Linked DNA regions of Mus musculus: region 1 is linked to region 2. The links are chromatin contacts, called in public promoter capture Hi-C maps. All regions are on one chromosome and are shown on one strand. Each heading gives the region's core, a stretch centred on a gene start, on an enhancer-like site or on the middle of the called end of the contact. The rest is flanking DNA. Distances are from core to core; before and after follow the strand shown. Region 1 holds the start of Sec31b (Sec31 homolog B (S. cerevisiae)). Region 2 has its middle 6.3 kb from the start of Pax2.

Region 1 (4,026 bases), core at 606-3,105, 210 kb after region 2:
ATTACTTCAAGGTGTCCTCTGACCTTTGCACATGTGCTATATATAGTGTGTGTGCATCCACACTTGCACACAGAATAAATGTCATTTTAAGAAGTTTTTTTTACAAAGATATACTCTTTAATCATCTCATTCTTAAATATTTATTTATTTATATGAATGTATATGGCTGTGTGCCACCAGGAAATGATGTTGGATATTCTGGGACTGGAGTTAGGCAGTTAGAAGCTGCAATGTGGGTGCTGGGACTTGAACCTTAGGACTTTAGTGCGATTTCTTTTGTGATGCTCCATCAGTGTGGTTGGTACTTCTGCTTTATTCCCTAATTTGGGAGTACTTTCCAAGGTTCAGCTGTGTGTGTGTGTGTGTGTGTGTGTGTGTGTGTGAGAGAGAGAGAGAGAGAGAGAGAGAGAGGAAGAGAGAGAATCTCCTGTAGCCCTGGGTGCCCTTGAACTTGCTGGGTAGCTTGGGTACCTGAAGATGACCTTGAACTTTTGACCCTCCACCCTGAAGCCACCACGACTACTGGTTTCTCTAGTGCTGGGAAATAAAACCAGGGTTTCAAGCCTTAGGGCAAGCAAGCACTCTCAGCCAATCCACACCTCTAGTTCCTAAGGCTCAGACCTTGTTCACTCCCCAACTCCACCCCCATCACCGGCTCACCTGTGATAGGACACTTAAAAAAAAAAAAAAGTTAAATGTTTAGTTGTAGCAAGAATGGTCCTGGCACAGATGGTGCCACACATGGGTGTCTATCTGGTTTCAGAACTGCCCATCAGATAATGGGCACCCCAGTTTCAGAGGTGACCCGGGTAGAACTCACCATGCATCAAGTGGCACTTTTGAACCAACTTGGGCATCTTCACCTGCCACAATTACCTCCACAGTTATCTCAACTTGAAAAGCATCTGTGATATCTTCACATTCTCTTTTCCTCTGCCTCAAGGTTTTAACTCTGTTATCAGCGACACCGGGTCTCCCTTGCTCTTGGGCCCCGGCTGTCTTGAATCCTTTCCTTTCTCAGTCAGGAGAGCCAGGGCAGCTCTCCTTCAGTCACCAGTATTAATCCTGACTTTCTTCACCGGTCCCTGGGCTGCTCTATTCCTCTTGTAATTGGGTCCCTGCCTTCCTCTCTTTTTTCTCCAAAGGGATCCATACTGCCAGATACAAAATACAATTGCCACTAGTGCCTCTGACCCAATAATTTTCAGTAATTCCCTGTTAACCGCAGAATTAATTGGTATTCCACAATTTATCTATCAGTACTTGTTCTTGATCAGTCTCTTTGACTTACTGTATGGGAAATGCCAGCATGCCCATTAGCTGCTTTGGCCCCCCTTTTTGCTGAAATATCACCTAGTGTTCTTTCAGCTCCAAGGAGTAATGCCCATGTCATGTGCCTGAAATCTTCCATGAAGTGCCTGGTTCACAGTTGTCTCTTTTTCCACACACAGCCGTTAATCAGTTTGTGGACACCCTCTACTAGTAGGCTCCAGTGTGCACCACTACTATTTACAACCTCGATTGCTTTTTAGCTAAATAGATCACACTGAGAGCTCATGGGCTTCCCTCACTTTAATAACTACATAATAAATTGAATTAGTGTTTTCCCTTTCTATACACAGGAGCCTGACTCAAATAGAATAGACTAGCATGTACTGGTGTGGGGGCTAGAACTGTGCAATCCCAGGGCAAGTGAGGCAGGCCCTGCTGGGAAACCTCTGCGCTATCGCTCTCGGTGCAGATTAGTGTTGAGGAGCTCAGCTAGGCGAGCAGAGGGAGTGGGTCGCCAGCTGTGGCCAGGGCAAATTGACTTTTGGCCCTCGGCAGCCGCCGTCCGCAGCGCGGTGCGCCCTTGGTTGGGACAGGACCGGCCCAGGCGGTCGCCTGTGACCCCTGACCTGGGCGCTCGGAACAGGTGGGTTTCCCCTGCGGGTCTGGGGTCCCGGAGCACCGCTCCTCCCACGGGAGGACGCCGGGGAGCTCGCCTTGACCACACCCGGGCTGCCACGCCTCTGGAGCACCAGTACGAATCCCCCCAGCTGGACCCGGTCCCGCTCCCCTTGCCACACAGTGTCCCCAACCCCGCCGAGGTCCAGCAGCGCTGCGCGCGCCTCCGACTGCCCCCCAAGCCTTGACTTGACCGGGCCCTCAGCCTGCACACTGTCGCGGTGCCCTGGCCAGTGGTAACTGACCGTCAAGCGCCTTGTATGGCAGTCAGCAGGCGAGAAGCCGTGTTGACCTTCTCCCTAAGGACTGGACTGCCAAGGGTCGTCCTCCCTGATAGTGGTTCCCCGACCCTATCAGCCCGCCACTGCTCTGGCTGTTCTGATCCTAACGAGGGTTTTTCTTATAAAATGATGCCTCAGAGCAAAGTGGATGAAAAGAGCATTTCTCAGCCGGGCGTGGTGGCGCACGCCTTTAATCCCAGCACTCGGGAGGCAGAAGCAGACGGATTTCTGAGTTCGAGGCCAGCCTGGTCTACAAAGTGAGTTCCAGGACAGCCAGGGCTATAAAGAGAAACCCTGTCTCGAAAAAAACCAAAAAAAAAAAAAAAAAAAAAAAGCATTTCTCCCGTCCTTCTGTCAATGGTTTAAGCACGTCATGAAAGCTTTGCTTAAATTAATATAATGGTTAAAAGCACGGGGTTTACATTGCGGCTTAGCCGGCTGTTTTCTATGTAAAACAAAGTAACAATTTATAGAAATTTCTAGTTGTGCCTGGCAAATGCGCTGTTGCTGGTCGCTGCGCTTCTGTACAGGATGGTTCTGACCAGCAGGTGGCACTGGTGACGAAATAGTGTAGTTCGCTGGTCACTGATAAAGCGGAGCTTCAGGAGTTTAGAAGCTCCCAGAAACAAGCTTAACTGACAGCCCCAAGCTTTTTTCAAGCTGGAAAGTACAATAGAGATTAAGTACTATTATCGCCTGCTTTTATAGGTGAGGCTGACCTGACTGGGTTGCTCAAGCAGGTCACAAATAGTTCTAAGTGTCCTTCTTTACCTTTCAGCCCTTTCGCTGGCCCGTGAGGATGAGACCTTGAGTATACATTAGAAGTGGAAATCACAGAGTTAAAATGAATGCGGTGTGGGGGCTTCACACTTGCCAAGTAGAGACAGGACGATCATTCTCAGTTACCTAGCAAGTTTGAGGCCAGTCTGGGCTACGGGAGACCATGCGCCCCCTCCCGCAAAAGGAAAGGGTCTGAAAAGATGGCTCTGTTGGTAAGAGCACCCGCTGGGTTCCCGGGGCGCTCACATTGTAGCTCACAGCCATCTGTAGCTCCAGTTCCAGGGGCTCCAACACTCTCTTCTGGCCTCTGAAGGCATTAGGTACCCGTGTGGTACACAGACATACATGCAGGCAACACACACACATATCTATGAATGTTATAATTTTAAATATATTAAGATAAGTTCTTACTTTGTATGTAGTCCACGCCAGGCTTGCCTGAACTTATGATTCTAATGCCTCAGCCTCTTGAATGCTTGGATCATAGATGTACATTATAGCTAGAAATATTTAATTATCCATTTCCCTTGGGAATTGGTACTCAGAGGACAGATGTGTGTCAATGACATAAATACAGGGTTCCCTGGCACAGATACAATATTTAAAACCAAGGGAATCAGGCAACGTCACTGAGAAATTACCTAGTTTGATGGTTATTGTCGGTAGAACTGTAGTAACCAATGTTGATTAAAGACCTTGGGAGTTTAGATAATCAGTTTTAGCCATTGGGTAAGCGAACTGTCAGATGAGCTTGTTTTTCTCATTCTGTTTTTTGCTGGACTACTTCATCTTGTAGAGAAGAGAGACCATCTCTGTGTCCACAGACGCTCCCTGGATCACTGGCCCTAAGATTTTTTTTTTAATTATTATTTCTATTTTTAGTGGGCCAAAGGTCATATATGTTTCCCGGAAACCATGAAGTTGAAAGAACTTGAGAAGCCAGCTGTCCAAGCGTGGAGCCCGGCCAGGCAGTACCCTGTGTATCTGGCCACAGGTACGATGACACGACAGACCAGGA
Region 2 (4,065 bases), core at 459-2,958:
TGTCCAGGTCCCTGGCAGTAGGTGACCGCTCCAAGGCCCCTCTCCTGCCCCGCCTGGCCGGTTCCCGCCAGGCCCCTCCCGCACCCCTCCCCCTGCCTAGCCCGCTTTCTGGTCACATTGGAGGATTTTTTTTTTTTTTGGAAGAGCTTCTGGTACAATATGGAGCACCGTGGGCTGCAATTTCACACTCCACAGCACATTCTCCCTAAAGCTACTTTTTTTTTCATCTAAGACCCCCTAATTTCTGCTTCCTCGCGCTCTCCCTTTCTCCCTCCCTCCCGCTCTCTTCTTTTCCCGCCTTTGTTCCCAATATTTGGACACCCCACAAGAATCCCGGGGGTCCTGACTGCCAGCTGGCCCCGCCCGCCTGGTCGGTTGGTCCTGATGAGGCGGCGCGCACGTGCTGAGCCTTTATCCTTTCTGGCCCCTCCTCCCTTTAACCCTGCTTTCCTTCATAAGAGGACCTAGCAACCTCTCCGGCCCTTCACAGCCCCTTTGAGGAGCAACGACAATACAAACCACTTGGCCACCAAAGGGGCCTCATACTGGCACGGGTCAGCCAGGTGGCGGCCTGTGGACCACTGAACTGGGAGGGGGGGTTAAAAAATAGTCAAAACATGGCCAACAGGCTCACACAGTAGGAGTGGAGAACTATGACCAAAGAGGAAAAGCTGGGGTGGGGGAGGAAGAATCAAGGAGACCCCCAGAATCAGGATGGATAATCTGACCCCTAGCTCAGACCTGAATAGTACTAGCGCCGAGCACTCATGAAAGAGTGCTAAAAGCAACCATTCACCCTACAGCCTACAGGAAGGAGAAGTCAGCCTGCATAGTCTCTTTACTTCTGTAGACCCCAGTTTACTCACCTGTAAAATGGGGATAATTACACTTGTCCACTATGGAGCCCACCAGTGGACACCTTGAAAGGCAGTTATTTCTATAGTAGAGGAAGGTGTAATAGTCCAGCTTTCTGAACACCTGACCCCACAAAGAGGGAAGGGAGGAACCCGAGCTTGCAGGCTGCCAGGCTGGGGGTGTTTTCCTTCCTACTCCTACCCCATAGATGTCCCTGGTTTCCCCACTGCTTCTCCTTCCTCTAATACTTCTTTCCACACTCCCGCCCCTTCCCTTTTGACTATACCACACCCATCCAGGTTTTTCTTCATCTCTTTTGCCACTCCTCCAATCCTACTTCTTTAACGCCCCCTCACCCCCACCCCAAGTCTACTATAACCGCTAGATCAGTTCAATTTCTCACCCACATCCCCAACCATCGGGTTAATTGGGACCGGAGGCTCGGTCCCCTATGGGCCACACCGTTTAAAAAAAAAAAAAAAAAAAAAAAAAAAAAAAAAAAAAAAAAAAAAAAACCTTTGGCAGAGGCTGGGGAAGGAAATCCCATTCTGTCCGGTTCCAAACAAAGAGAGTTGGTCCTCCCAGAACCTGCAGTCAACTTGCCAAAGACCGAGTAGAGATGAAACAGTGGGCAGAGCCTAAGAGGAGGCAGAGGGAGGGGAGAAGAGGTGAAAAACGAGGACTCAAAGTGGGTGCTGAGACCACCGAAAAGAGAACTGTCCCTTGAAGGCCTGCTGAGGCTGGCTGGGCAAAGCCGGTTTCCACCGGGCCATCTGCCCCCTCCTCCTCTGAGCCTGGGTGAGAGAGTCCAAGGGTGGCTGAGTGTTGGTGGGGAAGTAATGATTAACTTCCTCTTAGCCTGCTGGAGCCCGCGGCTCACCGGGCTGTGGTGGAGGGAGACTGTGCTGGCTGATCCGGGGTGTCCCCAGCGCCACCCGCCACCGCCACAGCTACTACAGGGACCGCAGAGGGAGGGGACAGGAGGTAGCAAGAGGTAGTTGAAAGGCAACTGAGTGCTGGATAACTCCAGATGAGGGGAAGCTAGGGGTAGCGGCTGAATAGACAGGGCCAACACTTCGGCAAGGGAAGGGGCTGTGTGCGAAGGAGGGCTCTTGGCCCTGCTGCGGCGAGGAATAGTTGGAGAGGGGCGGGAGCACCAGGGCAGAGTTTCCCCGGAGTTGCGAACAGACACCAAATCTACTGTCTCGGATCCAACCGCGCGCCGCCCTCCCTTCCTCCTCTCGCCGCAGCTGTGTGGATGTGAGGAGCAGGCGGAGCGCGCCTGAGCCGGGAGCCGGTAAGGCAGAGCGAAACCCGCCAGCGAGGCAAGGGAGGCCTTGTGGGCACGGCCACCGAGGCTGGGGAAGGGCTGCAAGGTGGCTGAAAACAAAGGACCGGAGAGGAGGGGAGAGAGGACCCAGGGGCAAGAAGGGCAGGCTGAGTTGGGGGCGGGGGAGGCCCTAGGAAAGGATTTGGGGGAGTGAGGCAGACCAAGGTTTGTACCAGCCTGCCTCTGCCACCAAGCCTTGCTTAGACTCCCTCCGGGGATCTGGCCCCACATTCTGTGACCTCGGGTCAGGATGGGGGCTCTAGTCCGGAGTTGAAGCAGCTGCCGGGGGTGGGGGTCTTGTAAGTATGTGAGCTTGGAGGTGACAGATTGGTGGAAAGAGATGGGGAGGGAAGGTCTCTGCTACGGGTTAGATTTCTGCTTTTGGTGCTGCAAGCCTCTGCCTTCTGCTCCCTGCAAACCAGAGCACCTATTCCCTCCAACTTTGCTGGAGCAGAAACATTCTTTTTTTTTTTAAGTTCCCTTCTTTGGTCAGAAAAGGGATGATTTGGTTTGAGAGTTTAAGGTCATCTGTGTCCAGGGTTGTCTCTTACATTTCTGCCACTGTCCCTAAAGAGAAAAAGCAGCCCAAAGTGAAGCTCAGAGAGAAGGGAGCTCAGACTCGGGAGTTCTCCTACCACGTCTAGGCTGGCAATGAGCTCTAGATAGACCCGTGGCTAACGAATAAATTGATGAAACTGATTAACGAAGGGAGGAAAAACCCTTTCAATGTCTAAATCAATTAGAAGAATTCCTAGTGTCTTTAGAGGCAGAGCATCTCTTGTGAGGTGTTTGGCTGAATGTGTTTGAGTGCTATAAGGGATTTTTTTTTTTTTTTTTTGAGCAGTGACGTTTAGGCAAACAGCTGTGTTCCACGCTGGGCTGAGGTAGAAGCCCCGGACTCATTTCCAGCGCCTCCCCCTCCCCACTCAGCCCTCAGCCCAGGCTGCTCTGAGGCCGGCCTAGGCTGCCCAGCCTCTTCCAGCAGGGCTGCCAATCAATCTTGCAGGTCAACACAGCAATTAATAACGGGGTGAAAAGTCCCAGCAAAAGAGGGAGGGAGGGAGGGAGATGTCAGGCTGCGTCTTCCCCCAGGCTCTGAAGACCCAGTGAATGGATCAGGAAGAAGATCTCTGAGGGAGACAGCGACCCCATCACCACCACAACCACAAAACCGTGGGAACTCAGTGGGAATCTGGGAGTCCACTTTGGGCCTCATAGGGATCGGGACAGGGCAGAGAAAGAGAGAGGCTCTCTGTTTTATACCTGGGTGCTGAGGATCCCAACTGCCTAGTGCCCATTGACCCTTCTTTCTCTTTTCTTTACCCTTTCCACGTTTGTTGCTGTTGCTGCTCAGAACCAGGCCAGGGAAAGCAAATAGAACCCGCATCTCCCGTAAACCCGGTTGGAGCGCTCCCGCTAGTGCTGCCATCGGGCAGATTTGCTTGCTGGCTCCCCTGTTCTTCTGTAAGTCACTGTCAGTTTCAACAGACAGATTGCAAAAGATCCATGGGGAGCCACACGGGGGCCACAGGGCACTGAGGGAGCTTTGCAGCAGCCGGACAAATCTTTGGTGAAGAGACTGGAGGCAGAGGATCGGGAAGAGTGGAAGAGAGAAAGAGTAATAATAATAATAATAATAATAATAATAATAATAATAATGCGGCCAGGAGGGAGGGGGACTTCAGCTTGGCTTGGCAGTGGGGATATCTCGAAAGAAATAGCCATTTTCCCTCTTCAACATTTCCTGCCTCCCGCCTAGTTCGGCAGCTTCTCCCCATTTAGGCAAATGCCCGGCAAGCCTAAGCTGTAGCCACTTTCCTAGCCCATTGGGTGCGCCTAGGGTAAGTGTGAAGCACCAGGGACCTTCTAGTGTCCCACTT

The links. Promoter capture Hi-C pulls out the DNA fragments that hold promoters and counts their contacts.
Region 1: a contact with region 2 is called in a promoter capture Hi-C map of liver, with 2.7 times the contacts expected there. The contact joins the promoter of Sec31b here to the enhancer-like site in region 2. A contact is called at or near these places in 7 of 39 promoter capture datasets (the SN4741 cell line, embryonic stem cells, liver and 3 more), 7 of 115 datasets of contacts at active chromatin or transcription factors (embryonic basal ganglia, embryonic forebrain, embryonic hindbrain and 4 more) and 2 of 9 other capture datasets (adipose tissue and pancreatic islet).

Annotation. Positions count from the first base shown.
Region 1 is chr19:44,543,677-44,547,702 of GRCm38.p6, reverse strand. Sec31b (Sec31 homolog B (S. cerevisiae)) reads left to right here and starts at 1,855. Exons shown (of 26, transcript NM_001033343.1): 1 at 1,855-1,915; 2 at 3,891-4,002. The coding sequence starts at 3,924.
Region 2 is chr19:44,748,579-44,752,643 of GRCm38.p6, reverse strand. It overlaps a transcript of Pax2 not described here. Among named protein-coding and RNA genes, the nearest start is that of Pax2, 6.3 kb to the left of the region's middle. RefSeq lists a cis regulatory region at 88-568 and a promoter at 1-3,853. Within about 2 kb of position 1,708, at least 69 of the 459 cell types and tissues checked have an H3K27ac peak or open chromatin away from gene starts, as enhancers often do. A contact at or near this core is called in adipose tissue, liver and pancreatic cancer cells, where this site is marked.